2 separate regions of the Rattus norvegicus genome follow, and region 1 is linked to region 2. Evidence: chromatin contacts called from public Hi-C data. All regions are on one chromosome and are shown on one strand. Each heading gives the region's core, a stretch centred on a gene start, on an enhancer-like site or on the middle of the called end of the contact. The rest is flanking DNA. Distances are from core to core; before and after follow the strand shown. Region 1 has its middle 240 kb from the start of Fzd1. Region 2 overlaps Cdk14 (cyclin-dependent kinase 14).

Region 1 (6,253 bases), core at 1,019-3,518, 400 kb after region 2:
CTCCATGCCTTGGTGTTGGCACCTTGGAATTTAAAATTCCAATACACTAATTTGGAGGGAAACATTAATTTGAGATGTCCATAGTATGTCGGATTTTAGTCGCTTTCTGTCAGTAGGTCTGGAACCTAGCAAGTTGGTCACATATCCAAGGCCTTCCAATATACCTTATACCTTGGAGAATAACCAAGGTATAGACTTACTTAGACTTTACTGTGGCAAAAAAAAAAATGCCATCCAATAGGAGAATAAATGCACCTGTTCATGGCCACCAGTTCACTGATGCAGCTGCAGAACAAGGTGGGAAGGAAGAGTAAACTAGGGACATATTTCAGTCTTCACACATTTCCGCAAGTATGTTGACATCTGCCTCGGTCTCTCTAAATAACCCAGGACGTCAGAGAATTGTTCTCTCCTGTAAGCCAAGATAAGTTTGGCAAACACATCTGTATAACGTATGTACCGGGCACATTTCCTTGTTGAATTATTCAATTAAATCTGATAATGAGAGCACATAGACACAGCTAAACACTCAGGTGAATAAAATATTCACTTTGAAGTGCAGAAATTTCTGGAGTCATCTGTGTGTTAACAAGGAATGATTCCGTGACTACCATCACCCAGGGAGCAAGAAACTTTAGAAAAGGTAAGCTCGAGTGGAGTGTGCTGGAGGCCTTTCCTGGCATGATTTGAAGGAGATGAAAAGTAGAGACACTTTCCAATGTTCATTTGAGCCATCAATCTCTTAGAATAAACGGACTGAATTTTAAGAGGCAGAACAACAAGACTTCCACTCTCCAGTGAATCTTACTCCCTCGAACCCTCCCTGAACGCAGAGAGATGAGCATTAGCATAATTATCAATATGTCTGATTTCTGATCTCCCCTCTGCAGAACCTGGCACGAATAACCTCACAAACACATCCGACTTCTCGTCTCTCGGCTCTCACACTTGTAAAACTGGAGAATTTGATGGGTTCCCATTGTTATCAGACGACTGCCACAAAACAACCAAACATTCCTTTCACAAATAAAAGAGCCATCTACAAATGCAGATTTAATAATGATTCCACTTTAAATATGATGAGTGCACGATGAAGCTGCTGCCAGAAAACCCGTTGCCTGTGACGGAAGCAAGGGCCTCCTCCGTTCTACTGGCTCGGACAGTACTTATAACCACACCAGCCAGTTCCTACTGCCATTAACACGCCCTACACTTCAGCTAGGCCCCATACTCCTCACGGTAAGGACCGTTTCTTAAAACGCTTTTAATCTCCACGACTCAGCGTGCTGCACAAAGCACAAAGAAGGGCATCAAACCTAGATAAGAAAAGCAGTTCAGTCCTGCCATTTATTGGTACACACAGAGACCCTCTGCAGGCAGTTTGCACACAACACTATGTACCACTGCACCAAATTAAAAGAAAAAAAAAAAAACAGCAACACTAAAACACTGTCCTCATTTAACAGATTGAGAAAACAGAAGATCAGAGACTGAACCACAGCCATCTTGATGATTTAATAGGGATAATTATGTATTTCACGACATGCTTGAACAATTACATGTTTGTGGTTAACAGTACAAAAAAGCCAAGGGCTCCAGGAATTACTAGCAGCCCTATGTACTCATCAACCATTTGCTCAGCGTCTGCTGGGTTTGGGGAATAGTCTCTCACATTATTTAACCCCTGAACCCAAAGCTTTTGTTTGCACATGAGACTCTGCAGAAGAAATGAAACTCAAGCGAGTGATAAGAGGTGTTCCTTCAATCACAAGTCTGTCTGGCTTCAATCTTTCTTCTAAATCTCTAGATCCGGTTTACACAGGGGCAGACCTTTCTGTCACAGTCCAATAGTCACTTAGTCACTGAATAACCTCTGTTCAGCCGTATCTGTGGCTTGTTCAGTGCACATGCTTATATTAGTTCAAGAAGGAAACATAAAAAGATGCTCGGGGAAAGGTCTTGAGGCAAATGATTCAACACAAAAGTATTAAGGCACTTGATTTATATACATGCAGATAAAGCTTCTCCTGTAGAAGTCAGAAAATGGATGCTTTCCTCTTAAACTGGGAAAAGACGTTACTCTAAATTTAGATGGGTTGGGTGCCACTTCTCCAGTGCCCTGATCTTGATTTTAATCCGATAATGTGGGTGAGTCCTTTAGCCGAGCTTCTCCTCACAATATCTCATTCACGATCAAGAAAGGACCATTTAGCTTAACAACTCCCTCTGTCTCTGAAGAAATCAGAACCCAGACAGATGAAGTGACCAGATTGTGGTCAGCCGACTGGCCAACGTCAGAGGCTGCCGTTAGAAACCAGGCTTTCTATCCATTACACCAAACCCCATTGCCAAATTGCAGTTTTAAAACTCTGTGAGCTTTTTCCCCCGTGCAATCATTAAGAAATATAATCTTAGTTTAAGAACCACACGTGTTCTCTAGTCATGCAGTCTCTAACAATAATTTAAAAGTAGGCTTCAAAAGCATGTAGCAAATCTATTAAAAATAAATAAATAAATAAATAAATAAAGAAAGAAAGAAAGAAAGAAAGAAAGAAAGAAAAAAAGAAAGAAAGAAAGCAAGCCTGCCTCAGCTCTGCTTATCCAAGGCAGGGGGAGCACCATCTCTTCCTCCCCTTGTTTAATAAAGAAGCTCATAGTTAGTGCTATATTTAGTCCCTGCTGCAATCCTATAAGTTATTATTACAAACTTGACTTTTTAGATGAGAAAACTGTTGATCAAAGAGACTAAGTCATCCAGTAAGAGAGTGCCAGTCAGAACTCAAAAAACGACCTTAAAAAACTCGATTCTGTTGCTTCCTTGTTCCCGATTCTTCATATGGAACACTTGCCTAACAAACAGAGGGTTCGGAGAGTTTGGGTCAGGCCCTGGCTTCCGCATGGGGCCACGTGACCATAACCACAGCGCCATGACCATTTGGGTGAGGCCCTGTGATGAGCGCCCGGCCAGTAGAATATGAGCAAAACTATGTGTATCAGAAAAAGACAACCTTCCCCTCTCCTTTCCTAATCAGCCATTTTTCAGGGTGATTTTTCAGGGTGTCATCGGCGAGTACACGGGAAAGATAGCAAGACCTCAACTGTACTCCCTACAGAAAAGCGGAGTCGCTAAACCGTCACATCTCCATTCTGTTAACTAGCAAGAGTCACAATGCTAATCACACAGAAGGAAACGGTTTCCTGTAAAAGGTGCAGGGTTTATTTATTATGGCATCAAGCACATCATGATAAAAGTATTTGGTTCTTTTACAGACTATAATTCATATTTCTGTTATACTCAGACAATTCTCCATAAGCCGTGTTTAACTCACGCATTCTAAATTTAACTACGTGAACACGAGTCACTTTTCCCGGTGATTTCTCTTTCTGTCTCCTGCCATTCCATCACTTTAGGGTTAATAATTGCTGCCCTGTGTACTATACAAACAAGTGCTACTCCAACAAGAACCAGTAAAAGTCATTTCTGGTATAATTCATGGTAAAATCCGACAAACCTGGATTTAGAAAGACTTGCATTTTTAAAATCCTTCCAATCGCACCCCCATCTTCCAAATGAATTTTAAGGAAAATTTATATCTCAGACTGGGCAGGGAGCAGTGGTCTGGAGTTAATCAGTAAGGATTTATTGAGTCTCCTAAGTGCCTGGCTTATATATGGGTTTCTCTACCAGTTGGAAACTCTTAAAGCCTCAGGCCTGGGGATGTTCCCTCGGGGAACACACAGAGCCTTGTCTGGCCACTAGTTCCAAAATGTGGCTTAAACCAGCACACTGAGGGCTCAGACCTCCTGCATCTCCCACCACATAGAGGCCTGAGGTCGCCACTGCCCACACACCTTTGATGTGGTTGCTCCAGGAGGGAGAGTAGTGGGCTACTTTTGAGAGGAGATGTTTTAACGACTTCTCCGCCATGAGCTTTTGCACCTTTTCTCTCCCTAGAACTTCAAAGTATCACTCCTTTTGGAATCTCATATCTTAAACCCCAATCCAAATCTGAACAATCCAAAGCCGGAAAAAAAAAAAAAAAAGCAGATTCCATCACAACTGATACGTGCTCTAAGAGCTTTGGGGAGGAAGGAAATTTTGAACGCAGTTTGGTCACTAGACAAAATCCCCCCACAGAAACAAAAATAAGCCTCTGTGACTTCTGCTAATGTGTGCCATTTCCCCTAAACACCTCTTCTTGTCCAGCTTCCACACCTCCTTCGAGCTTTCCCAGTGCTCTTTTGGTTCTGGTTTTGGCCTTGGGGGATGATTTAGTCAGCAGATGGTAGCAGGAAAAACCCTGCTATTGCATCCAGCTGAGCATTTGCAGGTTGGTAAACTAAAGCCCCCAGATCCAGGGACTGAAGGAAAAATATCAATTTAAGGGAAAGGGTTATGCTTTTTCCTCCAGCTTTATTCATTCATCCCCCTCGCCCCAAGAAAACTTCGCCATTCACCTCTGCCAGGTTAACACCATTTAACCAAAGTGGAAAGGGTACATAAAAGAAACACCTTTGTTCCCCAGGTACAGATTACACAGAGACCTAGCATGAGGAATGAGGGATTCAGGACCAACCAGATGAAAAACATTCTGTAAGTCAGAAGATGGAAGATGGCATATGAGTCTGTCTGCTTACTTGCTTGCTTGAGAGTCGACACAAAAAAATAGTATTGGTGTATAACACCTAGAGAGCCTCTCGGGCTTCATACACTGGGAATCAAATTATAGAATGGGGCTCAAGTTAGCTCTCCTCAATCTCAGAAATGAAAATCCAGGAGTCAAGAGAGCCATAGAGCTGTAAAGATCCGAGAAGGAGAGGCCTGATAGAGCTGATGAAAGCAGGAATGGACTCCATCCTGGGCCAACTTAAAGACAGTACTACCACCAGCTCCCACCCCTAAATGTCTCCTTAGAGAAAGTCTAGGCTCAACTCCCAGTGTGGAGTTTCTATTCATTCATGGCTCTTTTGCCATCAGAGTCGGCCAATGCAGAGCAACCGCAACAGTCACCTTGAACTCTGCCTGCTTCCCATTACTGCCTCTCCAGCTTCTTCCCTGGGGGTTCGCACAGCTGGACTGCATTGAGGCATGGCTTGCTTTGTGTTTTCCCCGCAAGCATCCCTGATCGAAGGCAGATGACACTCGACCTTCAGCTCACCTTTAGGAAACACACTAAGAAGCCTGGTTTAGCACAGCCAGGTTGTAGCATGGATGTTATTCCAAACTTCCAACCCTGTGGGTCATGGGTTACTTTAGAGAACCCCAGCTGTTGTGCATTGCCAGAGCGGTCAGAACCAGACTGAAATGATGTGTGAGTTAAGCATCCAGATAATTAGACCCTGAGCCTAGCTATTGAGAAGCCTTTAAGAGCAAGAAAGATACCTGTCATAGATGTTGAAATATGACTTTTCACATAAGATGCTTTATTGATGTCTCTTCATAAATGTGACTGTATTACCTCCAAGATGTGGGTGCTGGGGTCTCCCCTAGCATCTATCCTCGTGTCTGTGTGTTTGCGGATTTCAAGAATGACAGCAAGGCAGTAGAGATCTGAATATAAGCTCTGGAAACCCATTACTCTTTCATGGACTTGACACTGTCCCAGCATCTTCTAGACCAGATTGGTAATTGGTACTTACTCTCTTTAAATGATTTTTGGCTGCTTGATTCCATCTTGTTCTCTGATACCCTTTTTCTCCTAAACTGTTAGGCTCTCAATCTACCACGGCCTCCGTATTAATCGCTTTCCATATACCACCTTGCATAACCCTCACAATAACTCAAGCGTATGCTTTGTGTTCCTGTTTGGTTTTTCTGTTTCATGCCTTTTGGAACAGGGTCAAACCATGCAGTCTAGGCAGGCTTTGAACTTGCGACCCTTCGACGTCAGCTTCCCAAGTGCTGATATCTCCATTTTACTTTTGCTCGTCCCAAAATGTCAAAGTACTATTCCACTTAACATCTGGAGTCTAAAACCTGAATCCAGAGTTCCAAACGGAAGGAAAGTCTTGCTTGCAAAGCAGAGCCCAGCATGAATGAAGATTCCTTTAAATGCTTTTTTTTTGAGGGGAAAAAGGGTCCCGAAAGTAGAGTTTTGTCACTAGAGCAAATCCCCAAAGAAACAGAAACAAATCTCTGTGGATTTTCATGCAGAAAATAGACTAAAGAAGTCATGGGACTTTTCCTCTGGTGTCTGGTTTGGGCGTATTCCGTTGGTCATCTTATAAGAACCCATCTTATAAGAATTTGGGT
Region 2 (6,567 bases), core at 2,304-4,803:
CTGGGGGTTCCAGCCTTGGCAGAACCAAGGACTTCTCTCATTGGTACCCAACAAGGCTACATATGCAGCTGGAGCCATGTGTACTACTCTTGGATGGTGTTTTAGTACCTGGGAGCTCTGGTTGGTTGGTATTGTTGTTCTTCTTATGGGGTTGCAAGCCCCTTCAGCTCCAATCCTTTCTATAATTCTTCCAATCGGGACCCCATTCTCAGTTCAATGGTTGGCTGCGAGCATCCGCCTCTGTATTTGTCACGTTCTGGCAGAGCCTTTCAGGAGACAGCTATATCAGGCTCCTGTCAGTGTGTACTTCTTGGCATCAGCAGAATTGTCTGGGTTTGGTGGCTGTGTGTATGTGGGCTAGATCCCCAGGTGAGGCAGGATCTGAATGACCTTTCCTTCTTCAGTCTCTGCTCCAAGCGTTGTCTCCATATCTCCTCTCATCTGATTTTATAAAAAATAGCTTTATTTATTGTATAAAGGTTTTGTACGATGGTTTAAAAGATTGCCACAATGTCCTGACAACCTTAATTTAATCCCCAGAACCCATATAAAGATAGGAGAGAAAATTGACTCCACAAAGTTGTCCTCTAACACCCGCCCCCCACATACATGTAAGGGTCCACACATGCCCACAGATAAGGTAATAACAAGCATATAAAATATATTTACTGGCTCAAAACTTGACAGAATAAGAAAATCTGGGCTTTGCAAGTCAGCCAGGAGCCTCTTGTAGACCAATAAACTGGGTGCAGCTTAAATTGTGAGCCAAGCCCTAGACGCTGGAAAACAGGTTGACCTGCCCCTTTAGCTTTGACATCACATTTCAGCACTACACTGAAGGCCACTCAGGTGCAGCTCTTTCCACTGAGTGAAGTCTCATTCACTGTAGCGTGTTCTCTGCAGAGAATCTGGTTGTAACAATCTTACTGTGTATCATTGCTACATTTTAGTTTTCGGCTTTGACAATAAAAACTAAGCAACATTTTGTATAAGAATGCTTTTGATCAATGCTGTCGGCCGAGATGGTGGGCAGCCGATAGCGAGAAACTCTTAGGATGACTCTGTTATGTTCTGCAGGAATTTGAAGGATTTAAACCATTTTTTAAAATTAATCATGTCTTTAGAAAAATGACTGTTGTGATCACTTTTCCTACTACAAAGCTTTCAAAAATAATGCATGCAGTTTGTTTTAATTATTAGGATTCGTTCACTGTGCAAGGTGATGAATTTCATGATATTTTCCTCATTTATCCTTTTCGTTTTTCACGGCTAATTAAAGCTCCATTCTATTTGCATACCGACCTTTTCTTTCTCTCCACATGTTGATGGACACCAAGGTCAGTTTAAATTAGCTATTATGACCATGCTATGCTAATCTCAGCTGAGTATCTCTAGAGTGAGCTGATATAGATGCTACTGATGTCTTCCCAGGGGCAGTATAGCTGCATCTTACGTTCGTTGTTTTCACCAGGTAAAATGTCCATTCCCAGCAGGCACACCCTCTGAGGCTGCATTCTGTCTTAGTCCTGTTGCAGGAAGATGGGTGGACTGGAAACCATCAAACTAAACAAAATATGCTAAAATCAGAAATACCAATATGGTGTGTTTTCTGTTATGTACAGAATCTAGATTTTATACATGCACATGAGCGTGTGAATGGCATGGAAGTGGGACTCTTGAGGAAGAAGAGAGGACTGTACTGTCTGGGTAAGACAGTAAAGGATAATGGAGGTGTATAGGGTCAAGTAATGGTGCATTTTAATAAAACTCTGAAATCCAATCACTTTGTACAGTGCATTTTGCAGATAATGACCATTTATACCTTGTAGTTTTTTTTTAATTTGTAGAAGTTAATAAACTGAAGCAGTTGCTGAATTCTCTTACATTGTAGTAATGGATTCAAAATAGTTTCCTACAATTCAGTTTATTTGGCGTATATGTGATGATGAGCTAACCCCCAAAATAGGTTGCCGTTAATGGAGGTACAAAATTAAGTAATGATATTTTTAAAAGTTAAAGCTCAAAATTAAGTAATAATCTCTTTAAAAGCAGCATTATCCAAGCTGTGGAAGCTACTGGGGGTGTTAGCCTGTCAAAGAGTATGGGGGGTTCTCAAGCTAGAGAACCTTCAATCTAAGTGGTTATCAAATCATCCAGTCTACTTGGGAACTGCATCTGCTCTAGCTCATGCCAGCAGGAAAACTCAGCTGATCTTAATTATATCAGTAACCACGAGCATGATTTTACCTTCTGATATATATATATATATATATATATATATATATACATATATATATTCTATAATAACAGAGTAGTGATAGAAGAAGATAGAAAGAGATGGAATAAATATCCAAACTGAAAAGCCTGATATAAAGAAAAATAATATTGGTTTAAGAATAATGATCACCATTAAAGTAAGCCCCCTTGTTCCCTCACACTAACAATGCATGATCCAGGAAGCTTTTCCCGCATAAAGGGGATCAGGGGCTAAATGGAGATAAATCTGAATTTCATAAACATATGTCCTGTGTTTTAACTGCCTCTAAATAGGCCATTTTATTTCGCTGGAGTATGAAGACTCGTGCTATTTCTCTTGTAAATCTCCCTATTTTTAGTTGTCTGACATTAGCATGTATGTGCAATCCACCAAGAATTTGAGCCACTTAAAAGATCTTTTATGATTCTGGCTGGAGAAGAATCCTTAGTATACATTCTCCAGCAAAGCGAAGGGTGAGATTCCAAGAACATATTTGCTTGCTTTTGCTTGCTTTGGAACTTCTTAACAGCTGAGCACGTTGGGAGCTTTGAAAGTTTTGAAATGAGAACTAAGGATAAACCACTAAGTCAAAGAAGACACATCTGGAAAATACAGCTCATGGCTGGGCAAACAAGGCCCACGCACATTGAATGGGGTCAGGCCAGGCTCTCCCAGCCCTTCTCCTAAAGTGCTGGTCCTGCAAGCGATCCGTGTGCTCATTAAGCAAACCGGATTTTTCCCTAAGAATGTGTATAGTTGGTATTTGTAAATGCACAGTGAATACCAAGGCCATGGTGAGGCTACCTTCGAGCATGAAAAAATAGAAAAGGAAACATTTCCCTGCTGTGTTTCTACATCCTAACGGAGCCATAAGCCCTGATTTGGAAATTTTAGAAATAGCCAAATTTTGTGGTTTTGAGCTTTCCTTGAATATTTTATCCAATTTGACGTTTAACCTCCAGAACGCATTTTAAAGATGACCTGCTAAACAGTTGTACTATAAGTGCATTAAAGCATGATGTAGGAAGTAATGTTTGGAGGAACGGTCTTTCCCTTTGTATATTTATGTTAGAGGCACTCTACTGTTTTTCTTGCCATTAGGGTATCTGACATGGATCATTAAGATTTAAACCTGCACCTTCTCACGAAGCATAAAGATCATCTTCCCCACTCTGCCACGTTCGAAGTTGATTTAGAATTACCTAACAAAGCAATATGCTGTGAACTAAGTAGGTTAGAGTTTGACATTTCTTGGCCAGCATAGCAGTGTGAAAAAGGTAAGAACACAGTCTATACACTAGGGGGAGCAGTTGAGTCAGCTAGCTCTCAAAGTCCTCCACTTGTGCATTTTGTTCACTGTTGATGACTTTTGTCATAATTCTATTTACTTCAAAGTAGCGATTTTAATTTATTTGGTGCCTGGAGAGTTCCCTTCATAATATTTTTCAAGAAAATTATTCTCTGCATCATTGATTGGCTTTCGGAGGGTGTGGGATGATCAGGTCTAAAGCCCACATTTTGGAATCACATCCTCTCATAATTTGAGGATGACTGTGCCCATTTCTGCATATTTGAATGCAGCAATAGAAGGACATGTGGAGTGTGGTTCCTCACCACACTCCGCTCCCTTGAAAATGTCACTTTCAACGTGTGAGCAAACAGCTCTCACGTTTGGTCTTGGACATACATAAATGGTATAGTTTCAAGGCCCAAGAGCTCCCCTTCTTGCTCAAACACTAGCTAGAACAGTTCCTGGGGACATTTGTTTTCATAATAATGAATCGTTAGTTTGGTTCCTTAAAGCATTGTACGGGTGTGCGTTAGGCAGATACAGTAAACCCCTTGGCACCTAGGAGTTTGCGGGCAGGGAGTCCTGAGAAGAAAGGCGAGAGGGTCAAAAATAAGAGGTGTTGTGTGGGTCCCGAAAGGTGGCCTAGAACTTCCAGAACCAGGTGGAATTAGGGAGTATGAAAGCACAGCTGGGGCACGTTCCGTGACGAAGGAATAGCTGAAGGGTTTTCCGATTACTGATCAATCGGAAATAGCAATGTGAAGACAGGGTGAGAGGTGACTGATCAATGCAATTGAAAATTTACAGCTTGGGAAGTATCCCTGTGAGTCTTGTGAAAGGAGTCGAATTGTCACATACTTAGAAATAACCAGGTTCCATTTGTTCTTGGCAGAATCTTCCAACGCTGACATCCTGTGTCTGGGCTCTCATTCAGCAGGAAGCGCAGGAGTGAGCGGAAACCTGATTTCAATCCTCCATAGAAAAAGAATATGTCTTTGGGTTTCTGAACACAGCCCTCCAGCCCATGCCTTCTTCGTAGCGTTATTGGGGAGTGTCCTGTTGTGAGAGGAATGTTGCATTTACAACTAAGTTCCAGGGACAGCTCTGCCAGTCGCCCACTCACTTCCTGCAAGTCAGACTCCTTACCTACTCCACAGCTCTCACTGCCCTGAGGGACTCATACCATTATTTTATTCTGTGTCATAGCCAGATTTCTTGTCCCTTTACTTAGGGTAGCAAAAATCCATTGTCATTAACAGTTCCTGGTGGTGGCTGAGGGCAGGCCCCATGCTGTTGGCTGTATGTCAGGTGACAGGTTTTGTTCTTCTGATGGACAGGAAATAGCCACCTTCTCTCTTGCTAATTGGCAGTGCGCGCCAGGCTTGGGAGTTGGCAACAGTCATTGTTTTTCATCCTTTGGATTACGTTTTGGCCTCTTCATCCAAAAGTACACAGGCTTCTGGTGTGGTTAATGCCATCCTTCTGCTGGGCAGCTCATTAAGGAGGAAAACGCAGCAGCAGTTTCTGAAGCAGCCCAGAGCTCCCAGGGGCAGGTAGGCTGCCAGGAGAGGCCTCTTTTGAACTGTGTCCTGAACAGATTCCAACAGGGCGGTTCTGCTTCTGCCAACATGCAGTGGGCACTGTATTCTCTGACCACTGTACCAATGGACCAAGCATGTTGTCTAAAAATGTTATCTCACACTTCTGGGAGGCAGAGATCTGAGTGTCTCTAGCACATTCCTCTGCACTGAATTACAGAAGGCAAAAATCACATATAGACCAGCTTTCTCTCTCTGCTGTAAGGGCCATAGCCTTGGTCAGTGGTAAAGTCTACCCACAGTGGAAAGTAGCATCCTGACAGTCTTGAGGCAATTAGTAAGTAACAGGGTATCCTAGGAAGCCATCCTGTTTCCATGGCGGTAAAGGATTCCCTATGCTGTCATGAGCCATGGGTGAGACAGGGCAAGCCCAGCCCTAGCTAGCTCAGACATAATCCACTTTGCCTGCTTCAGAGCAGATACGTTCAAAATTATGCATGAGGAAGGGATCGCTGTCTGTTCTTAGCACAGAGTTTTAAATGAGATTATGCTCAGGAAGCCTGGTAATAACTGCAAGTTTGACTTGACACGTCTAATACAGACATCAGCAGTACCCACGGTTGGAACCATTAGACTGTATGCTTCCTTGAGAGCTCAACTTCAACTTAATTTGAATTGACTTGATCGATATGTAAAGAGTCACATGTAGTTCGTGGCTACCGCACTCACCAACAAAGTCGTGAATCTCTATGTGAAGTATTCACTCATCAAACTTGGACCAGGCTTATCCAATGATGTCTGAAAGACATTGCATTTTACACCTAGATATCTGGAGATCTTCCTTGGTGTATATATGCGTGGTGTGCGTGCACTCGCACGAGTGTGTGCATGTGTGTGTGCGTGTGTGTGTACCACATATATATTATGTATGCACTGTATACATACACATATAAGTATATATCAAGTATATAATATATACATATATCAAGCATATATGTATACATATATAATGTATATACTTATAAACACTCTGAGAAGGCAGTAGCTCTAGAGTGCAGTAAATCTGCAGGGGAAGAGTATCAAAGAGAATCAAGAAGACGTCCCTCCCCCACCTCTTCCTGCTGCAGACACCATGCTGTTCCCTCCTAAGAGGCTCGCCTATTGCCAGTGTCTCTTCCTTTCTCCTTCCTGTGTTCTCTGCCTCTCTCTCTCTTCTGTTGGGAACTGGTAGGGGTTAGACGCACAGTTCTCTACCCTTTTTGAACTCCCTGAAGGATTCACCTCTCTGCTGTTGTTCTGATCCCCTTGATCTCCCCTCGCTCTGCTCAGAAAACATGGCAGAAGCCAGCTTCCTGCTCGCCACATAGGAGAGGCCATAGGAGACGGCTCTATTTTCCAAATGAACTTCCTAAATCGAGTACAGGCCCTCTCGCTCCACCACCTGAACACATGTATTCATATTCAAGCTCCAGAGTGCTGAA

Evidence for each region. Hi-C and Micro-C count contacts between places; a contact is called where the count stands out from the background.
Region 1: a Hi-C map of the A7r5 cell line shows a contact between it and region 2, with 2.8 times the contacts expected there. The contact joins two enhancer-like sites. A contact is called at or near these places in 2 of 12 Hi-C or Micro-C datasets (the A7r5 cell line and mammary epithelial cells).

What each region holds. Positions count from the first base shown.
Region 1 is chr4:30,504,468-30,510,720 of GRCr8, forward strand. No RefSeq gene overlaps it. Among named protein-coding and RNA genes, the nearest start is that of Fzd1, 240 kb to the left of the region's middle. Within about 2 kb of position 2,269, at least 9 of the 93 cell types and tissues checked have an H3K27ac peak or open chromatin away from gene starts, as enhancers often do. A contact at or near this core is called in the A7r5 cell line, where this site is marked.
Region 2 is chr4:30,099,283-30,105,849 of GRCr8, forward strand. All of the region lies in intron 12 of Cdk14 (cyclin-dependent kinase 14), which reads left to right. Among named protein-coding and RNA genes, the nearest start is that of Speer4cl3, 51 kb to the left of the region's middle. Within about 2 kb of position 3,554, at least 7 of the 93 cell types and tissues checked have an H3K27ac peak or open chromatin away from gene starts, as enhancers often do. A contact at or near this core is called in the A7r5 cell line, where this site is marked.